Regions from separate parts of the Larimichthys crocea genome. Here region 1 is linked to region 2. A link is a contact called in public Hi-C data. All regions are on one chromosome and are shown on one strand. The core of a region is the stretch at or near the end of the contact, and the rest is flanking DNA. Distances in the headings are between cores, read along the strand shown.

Region 1 (3,394 bases), core at 316-2,815, 240 kb before region 2:
GCTGGCATGATTTAAAGACCGGAGCCGGACAATGCCACCGATGGACACCAGGGGCAGCAGACACCATGAGATCAGCCCCGACAAAAGCAGACTGACTTCAGCCTGCACTCTGGACTCTACTTTGAAGCTTTCAGAGACTTTACATGGAAACAATCAAACACAAATTAACAGCCATGCTTCAGACTAAACAGTGCAACATGTTTCCTGATCTATCGCCCTGGATTTCATTCAGATCCAGAGCCAGAGCGAGCGCAGTGTCTCAACTGGATCGCAAGGGGTCGGTGCCTGGTCGCTCGAAAAGCGGAGCGCCAAAGCAAAGCAGCTGCTCATTAAAACAGCAGATGCTCATTAGATTAGTCCAACCGATCGCGGAGAATTCAGACACACGTCCTAAAATGTAGGAAATTTAAACTGGGTTCTGACTTGTATGTTTTTTTTTCAGTCCAAACTCTAAAATAGAGACCAGCTCAAACCTCTCGCTCTCCCTCCCTCCCTCTCTCGCTCTCCGGGGCGCACCACTGGCTCCGAGCCTCTGTCTCACCTCCTGTGTGATAGCAGGCTGCCATCTCCACTTTCTACTCGAGCATCTGTAACAAAAGGAGTGGTGCTCGGAGCACACGGAGCCTTTGTTGGCGTCGCGCATCTCGTGTTATTCAGCGATTTTTCCAAATTACGATCAAGAGGAGAGTTCGATCAGAAACACAGCACTTCACTACTGAACCAAAAATGATTTTTCTTTTGCAGGAGATCTACCAAGAAACCATTCAACACATGACTTGAACCAAATCCAACCATTCAAAGTGATTACATGAAGAAAGGATTCAAACAGATTCCTCTAAAATATCAGCGCATTTACTCACATTTCCTTTTAATATCAGCTCAATATTGCGCCACGATTTTCACAAAAAAGAAAAAAAGAAATCTCAAATGATCAACTGTTGCTCATAATCTATAATCTATTCCAAATTTAAAAAACAAGTCTCTCCATTCAGTTTAAACTCCCACTGCGGAGCTCCATTCAATCTATCCACAATTACGCACGGATTGCGCCCTCGGAGCGCAGCCCCCCTCTCCAGAGCGAGCAGATTCTCTCCTGATGGATGCAAAGAGCTGGATGTTAAAATATCATTTACCTGTCCGTTGGTCTTGGTGGGTGAAGCAGCAGCCTCTCCGGGCTTGTCAGTCGCGATTTCAGCCTTTGCAGCTGCCTTTGAAAATTGCGCTCCCATGCTTTTCGCTCCAACAAAGAAACTCAACCGATCCAAAAAAAAAAAAGCGAACAAAGACCCGCAAGCCTCTTTGTTGAAACTCAAAGCTCTTCGCTGCTGTCTCCTTCTCTGTGCGCAGAGAACCCAAAAAGTTCACAGAGAAAATGTAAAGCAAAGTCCAGTGAGAGTGAGCAGGCTTTTTGTAAATAGCAGGAAAAAGCTGGCAGCTCAGGAGAAGTAATAAAATCCCAGATTGGTGGCCGTGTCGCTGTAGACAGGCTGCAAAATGGAGAAATTTCCCTTGTTGCTAATAAGATGCGGAGTCCAACGCCCAAGTGAAGAGATGAATGGGCGCTTCGAGCGATGACTGTGCCGCACTCAGATTCAGCCAATCACAGCTCGGAGCTCAGAGCGGGGGGCGGGGTTTGGGAAAAGGGAGTGAACAATAGATTGTAGCGCTGCGTTTGGGGCACGTAGGAATAATGAGATGTAAAAAAACTTGGCAACTTTTTCACGAAATCTTTGGAATGACAGCTTGTCAAACCAGATGCTGACTTCTCTTCTGTTTGAATGTGACATATCATAACTTAATAAAACAAACATATCTGAAAAGTTTAGTTTTTGCCTTCTTTTTGCAAAGTTCATTTATGCAGTCGTAGTTAAATAAATGTACGGCGTACAGCTATGCAACTCTTAGACGACGTTAACTATGCTGGTTATATCACTTCAGGGCCTCCGAATCCATCAATTGAAATGAATTTTATGACTTCGGTGTTATTTATATTTTGTTTGTTAGAGTCTTTAGGGTTATTTTCACGTCAACTAAAATGTAGAGACCTGCGTCCGTTCTGACTACATGGCTACACTTCATTATGTAAGAAATACATTTTGTTAACAGCAGTTTTGGATCACCTCAAAAATTCAGGACTTGCCTGCAAATCTGACCTGTAGGATTCCGACCTGAACCGTAACAGTGTTGAAGTTAAAAGAAACAACAGACCTGATCCAAGCGGAGTCTAAGGACAGTCAGGTGTTATTAGTTTAGACTAAGATAAGTAGTAGTAGTAGTGTGAAGAAAGAAAGAAAGAAAGAAAGAAAGAAAGAAAGAAAGAAAGATACAGAGTGTAGTGGACCTAGTCATACCCATGATGCCTCACATGATCAGAGATGATAGCAAGCGTAGACCTGAGGCGATTGATCTGGATCTTACCCGATCCTCATGAGACTGAACATGTAATAATGTGGACCTGGCCTGATCCGAGTCTCAGGCTTAGAGATAGAACCCTTGAAGACCTCTCGACTACACAACAGTTTGTTTTACAGGAAGTCAGTGGATTGTTGTTGATTGTTGTGGATTGTTGTTGATTGTTGTGTCATATTTTCTGAAGGCGTCACCTGATGAGATGAGTCATTTTAAGGTTTAAATATAAAACGGTGTCACACTGAATTACTCTGAAGTCATTCGGGAACTGAAAGTTGTCATCATCATTGTTGCGTACGTGTGTCTCCCATTTTTTGTCATGTGCCTTGAATGCAGCACTGAAGAGTGTAGCCTCAACTTGCTGCAGCCACAAATGTTCTGCTTTACAAACTCTGTTAAAATTAAAGAGCGTGTTTATCAGGATGATTAAATACATTTGAATGCTTTCTCGAGGTTGAATGGAATATATTTCCCCAGGTACAGGATGTCATGGTGACAACATTATCATTGTAATATCGCTGTTCTCATCCCTGTTCCCATCTGCCTCCACTTTTTTCTCATGCATTAAGATGTGATCATTAAAACACAAACACAGGGAGCAGCTTCCATTTCTGTTAAAAGAGAAGGATCGAGTTTGTATCAGGAAAGTTCTCTGACTGTGTGTGTGTGTGTGTGTGTTGGGGGGGTGGGAGCATATATACCCGGTGCTGTCTTGTTGATGACCATGAGAGTTGGGTGTTCAAACAGGTCCCTCAGCCCACATTTGCAATGCAAAATCCTCCCACAGACACAGTCAACAGTCCCCCCCGACACCCTGAGCAAACACGCCCAGTGCATGACACACAGCGAGGTGGGTTTCACTCTGCTGCTTGTTATCAAGTGCAATGCAAATCTGCACTGCTGGGCCTCTCTCACCTGGGATACAATCTACAACAGTTTTGTTTTTGTAAATGACCTGCGTATGTGTTCTTCCTGCAATCGTGTG
Region 2 (3,713 bases), core at 62-2,561:
AAAAATAATATCCAGAAAAGAAACCATCACTTAAAGAGAATGTGAGCAGATTTCAGGTTCAGTACCATCCTGACAAACCTACAGTGTCCTGAAATTTAGACTACAATTATTTCTCTGTAGAAGAAGAGAATTCTTTATCACCTGAATGTCACATTTTTTCTACAAGCTTGTGTTCAAAAATGTCCTTTTTGTACTGGTTTATTTCTGATAAATAAAACAAATATTTTACATCCATGTAAAGCTTGGCTTTTTTCTTTGTATTATTCAAAGTCAATATTGCAGTGTTTCAAAAAAATAAGAAGACAAAGCATGACTTTAGTTAAACTTGCTGAAGGAGCCCCCACAGTCTCACGCAGGTGGTAAGAGGAGCTGTTCATGATGGATGTCATCTTTGCTAACATCCTCCTCTCCCCCTCTTCCTCTATGGAGTCTAGGGGGCAGTCCAGGACAGAGCCGGCCCCAGTTTTTTGAGTCTTTTCCTGTCTCTCTCCATGCTTGCCCCTCCCCAGTAGATAACTGCAAAGAATAATGCAGATGTCATCGGAGTCATAGAAGGTTTCAGTCATTTTCTTGTTGTTTTTGAGTGCTGATTACATTTTTGTAACATCAGGGACACCAAAACTGAGCTGCTGCCTGGATAGACATATTCAAGTGATTTTTGTTATGGAATTTTCTATCCTTAGGTAACACAAGGTCACGTGTGGGCCTTGAGGTCCTCGGCAATATTAATTGTTTGTCTTTGACTAGGTGCCAGTGTCTAATTCTCCTTGGCCAAGCGTCAATAAATAATACAGCATGAGACATCAGAGGCTCCTGAACACTTTTTGAACTCCTGACCTCACCATTGACTTCAGCAATTTCTTTAGTTTTATTCCTGTTGTAAAATCTACACATATTCAATTATTTGTTATTTATGTTGGCTGTCTGTTGTCACGGTCTGTAGACTGTTACTTGAGATAAACATGGAAACACTGCCCTCTGCTGTGTTGGATTTTTCCAAACTAATAGAGGATGAGAAAAAAACATGAGCGTGTGGCATTCATCTTCGTCCATAATACTTAGGTAATCAATGAACAGTGCACCATATTCACTAATTTTATATTGATTCATTCATTTGACGTCATGTAGCATTTATAACATCATAATACAGTTAAAGATACAGAAGTGATTCCTCTCATAATGTGCATTTTACGGACTCTACGGAAATATCTCTTCCATAAGACGTTTATCTGCATTAACCTGATTAGTTTAGACATAAATACATTAAACAGACAGACACGTGAAACGATGACGAGCAGCTCCTGTTGCGGCGGTTCACGTTCTACGTAACCAAATACGCCGTTTCCATGGTAATACGTCGTCATCAGCAGTCGACCAAACAAAGTGGAGGCGCGAGTTTGAAGTCGCGTTCAAAGTCTTTTGAAAAGTTGATTTTAATGAACAGCTGTGTAGAAATGTTCAAACACAGCACGGATTAGTCCGTGTGTTCCCGCCGCCATGACGCAGTCGGTTGTCGTCCAAGGTGAGTACAGTCTGTGAAGTGCTACAGCTAACAGCTAGCTGTCATTTGCTGCCCTGTAGGTAGCTCCTGGGTTATCTTACGGTTGTTTTAATGAAGACGTATTGACGTAAACATTGCTAATGAAACTTGGTCTTCAGTCGGACAGTGTGGAAACCAGGTCGGCTGCAGGTTCTGGGATCTGGCTTTGCGAGAACATGCGCATGTCAACAAAGTAAGTGCTAGTACACACACACACACACACACACACACACACACACACACGATACTCCGAACAACATGTCGGGACCTAAACCTTGTCTCAGCAGACATGCTGACCTGTCACAGCTGTCATTAATAACAGTATAATGTATATTATAATAATGATAGCAGCCAGCGTTAAAAAATTCAGCGGACCTTTTTCACAGCAGCCGTTAGGACACGTAATAGGACAGACACAGGTGTTACCAATGATACTAATTAAGGTTCAGTTCCATTCAGGTCAAACAGTGTCAGGGTTCTGCTGTGCTGCATGTTGGCTCACTGGAAAGGCTCTGCTGCAATAAATGGAATGGAGCCTTAATTAGTATGATTGGAAACACCTGTAGTTACCCTACTATCAGCCTATTGAGGACATATTTGACACATCATTTACTGTGTATGTCTCAGTCTGAGGGGCTTAATTAGTCAGCTGACATAAAATTACCACCAACGGTTTTGATAATTGACACTTTTTTCTCATATATGAAACATGTGCTGGCTCCAGCTGTACAAACGTTTTATTTGACTTTTAGTCTATTATAGATCTTTGTGTTTTAGGCAAGGTGAGAAAATGCTATCTGATTCAACATGGGCCTTTTAAGAAATTGTTATCAGCAATGTTCTTAGTTAGTTGCATCCCTGAAGGGGACTGTCATATTGCACATAGAGCTACTAGAGCAACTATTCAGATGATTTATTTTGTTTAAGTAATTCCTAATGCAGAAATGGCAGAAAATGCTGTTTATAGCCTCGTTATATCATATAAACTGAATATTTTTGGGTTTAAGGCTGACAAGACATTTAAAGGCCTCAACATGGTCAGAAGCTTTTTGCAAATTCAATTAATCTAGAAAATAGATGTTGCATCCCTAATTGCACATGTATGAAGTTCCACTCTTGGGGGTGGAGAATGACATTCAGCAGAGGTTCCACAGGTTGGAGTTGAACCCTGCACCAAGTTGGGGTGCACGCTCTACCTACTGAACTAACTGGCAGCCCAAGAATTTTCATTTTTAAACGTCACTCTATTGAGTCATGGTTTACAAAACTGAGTGCCATTAGGGAACATTGGCATGGATCACCCAATAACAGATTAAATGGAGTCACAAATCCTTGTTGTAATCAGGGTCAGTGCCTGTTCTGTTTGTGCCCTAACTCATCGTATAAGAACATTTAGACATTGTTATCAGCTCCCATGATTTCTAAGAGTTCCTCTAATATCCTGTGTCTTTCCCCTCTTCAGAAAGGATTGTATGATGAGGCCCTCAGTAGTTTTTTCCGAAATGTGGACACCAGGTAAACACACCTGTTTTCATCCTGTAGCTGTTACATGGGCTGTGCCTTCATGCAGTGGTTCCAAATGTCCTTTTCTATTTTCTGTGCTTTTTCCAGGAAAAGTGATAGCAGAGCCTGTGGTGTTGGTGGAAGAATCCAACATCTGAAGGCCAGAGTAAGTTCTACCCATTACCAGAAAACAGCTTGGGAGAACTTTTTTTCTTCACATCTTCTGGTCTTCACAGTGGTAACAGCTTATTTTAGAGTCTAGGTCAGGTTTGAAGTCTGCGTAATGAAAGGTTTGGCATCCATTGGTTAAGGTTACAAAGAAGAGTTATGGAGTGATGGCAGGGGGTCAAAGGCATGTGGTCAGAGTATAATACTGTAGAAATGAAATATACGTGTTGTCCTCATGCTCGCATATTTGAATCCACAGGCGGTGCTGGTGGACATGGAGGAAGGTGTGGTCAATGAGATCCTGCAGGGCCCACTGAGAGAAGTGTTCGACAGCACTCAGCTCCTCACAGACGTGTCAGGTTCTGGCAACAACTGGTGAGAGACAGACTAGCCACAGGACTTCTGCTCACCAGCTCATGTCTGTCAACGACTCTTGAAATTATATTTTTAATTGACCTTATTTGCAGTCTTTTTTAAATCAACCATTCACTCATTGTTATTA

What was found. Hi-C and Micro-C count contacts between places; a contact is called where the count stands out from the background.
Region 1: a Hi-C map of muscle shows a contact between it and region 2, with 6 times the contacts expected there. The contact joins the promoter of marcksa here to the promoter of tube1 in region 2. A contact is called at or near these places in 3 of 7 Hi-C or Micro-C datasets (all in muscle).

The regions. Positions count from the first base shown.
Region 1 is chrXI:1,893,758-1,897,151 of L_crocea_2.0, reverse strand. It overlaps marcksa (myristoylated alanine-rich protein kinase C substrate a), which reads right to left and starts at 1,565. Exons shown (of 2, transcript XM_027284008.1): 1 at 1,134-1,565. The coding sequence starts at 1,229. All of the region lies in intron 14 of LOC113746842 (histone deacetylase 2), which reads left to right.
Region 2 is chrXI:1,654,795-1,658,507 of L_crocea_2.0, reverse strand. It overlaps tube1 (tubulin, epsilon 1), which reads left to right and starts at 1,311. Exons shown (of 12, transcript XM_010735893.3): 1 at 1,311-1,522; 2 at 1,660-1,733; 3 at 3,003-3,055; 4 at 3,152-3,209; 5 at 3,471-3,586. The coding sequence starts at 1,498. lama4 (laminin, alpha 4) reads left to right here. Exons shown (of 40, transcript XM_010735896.3): 40 at 1-234.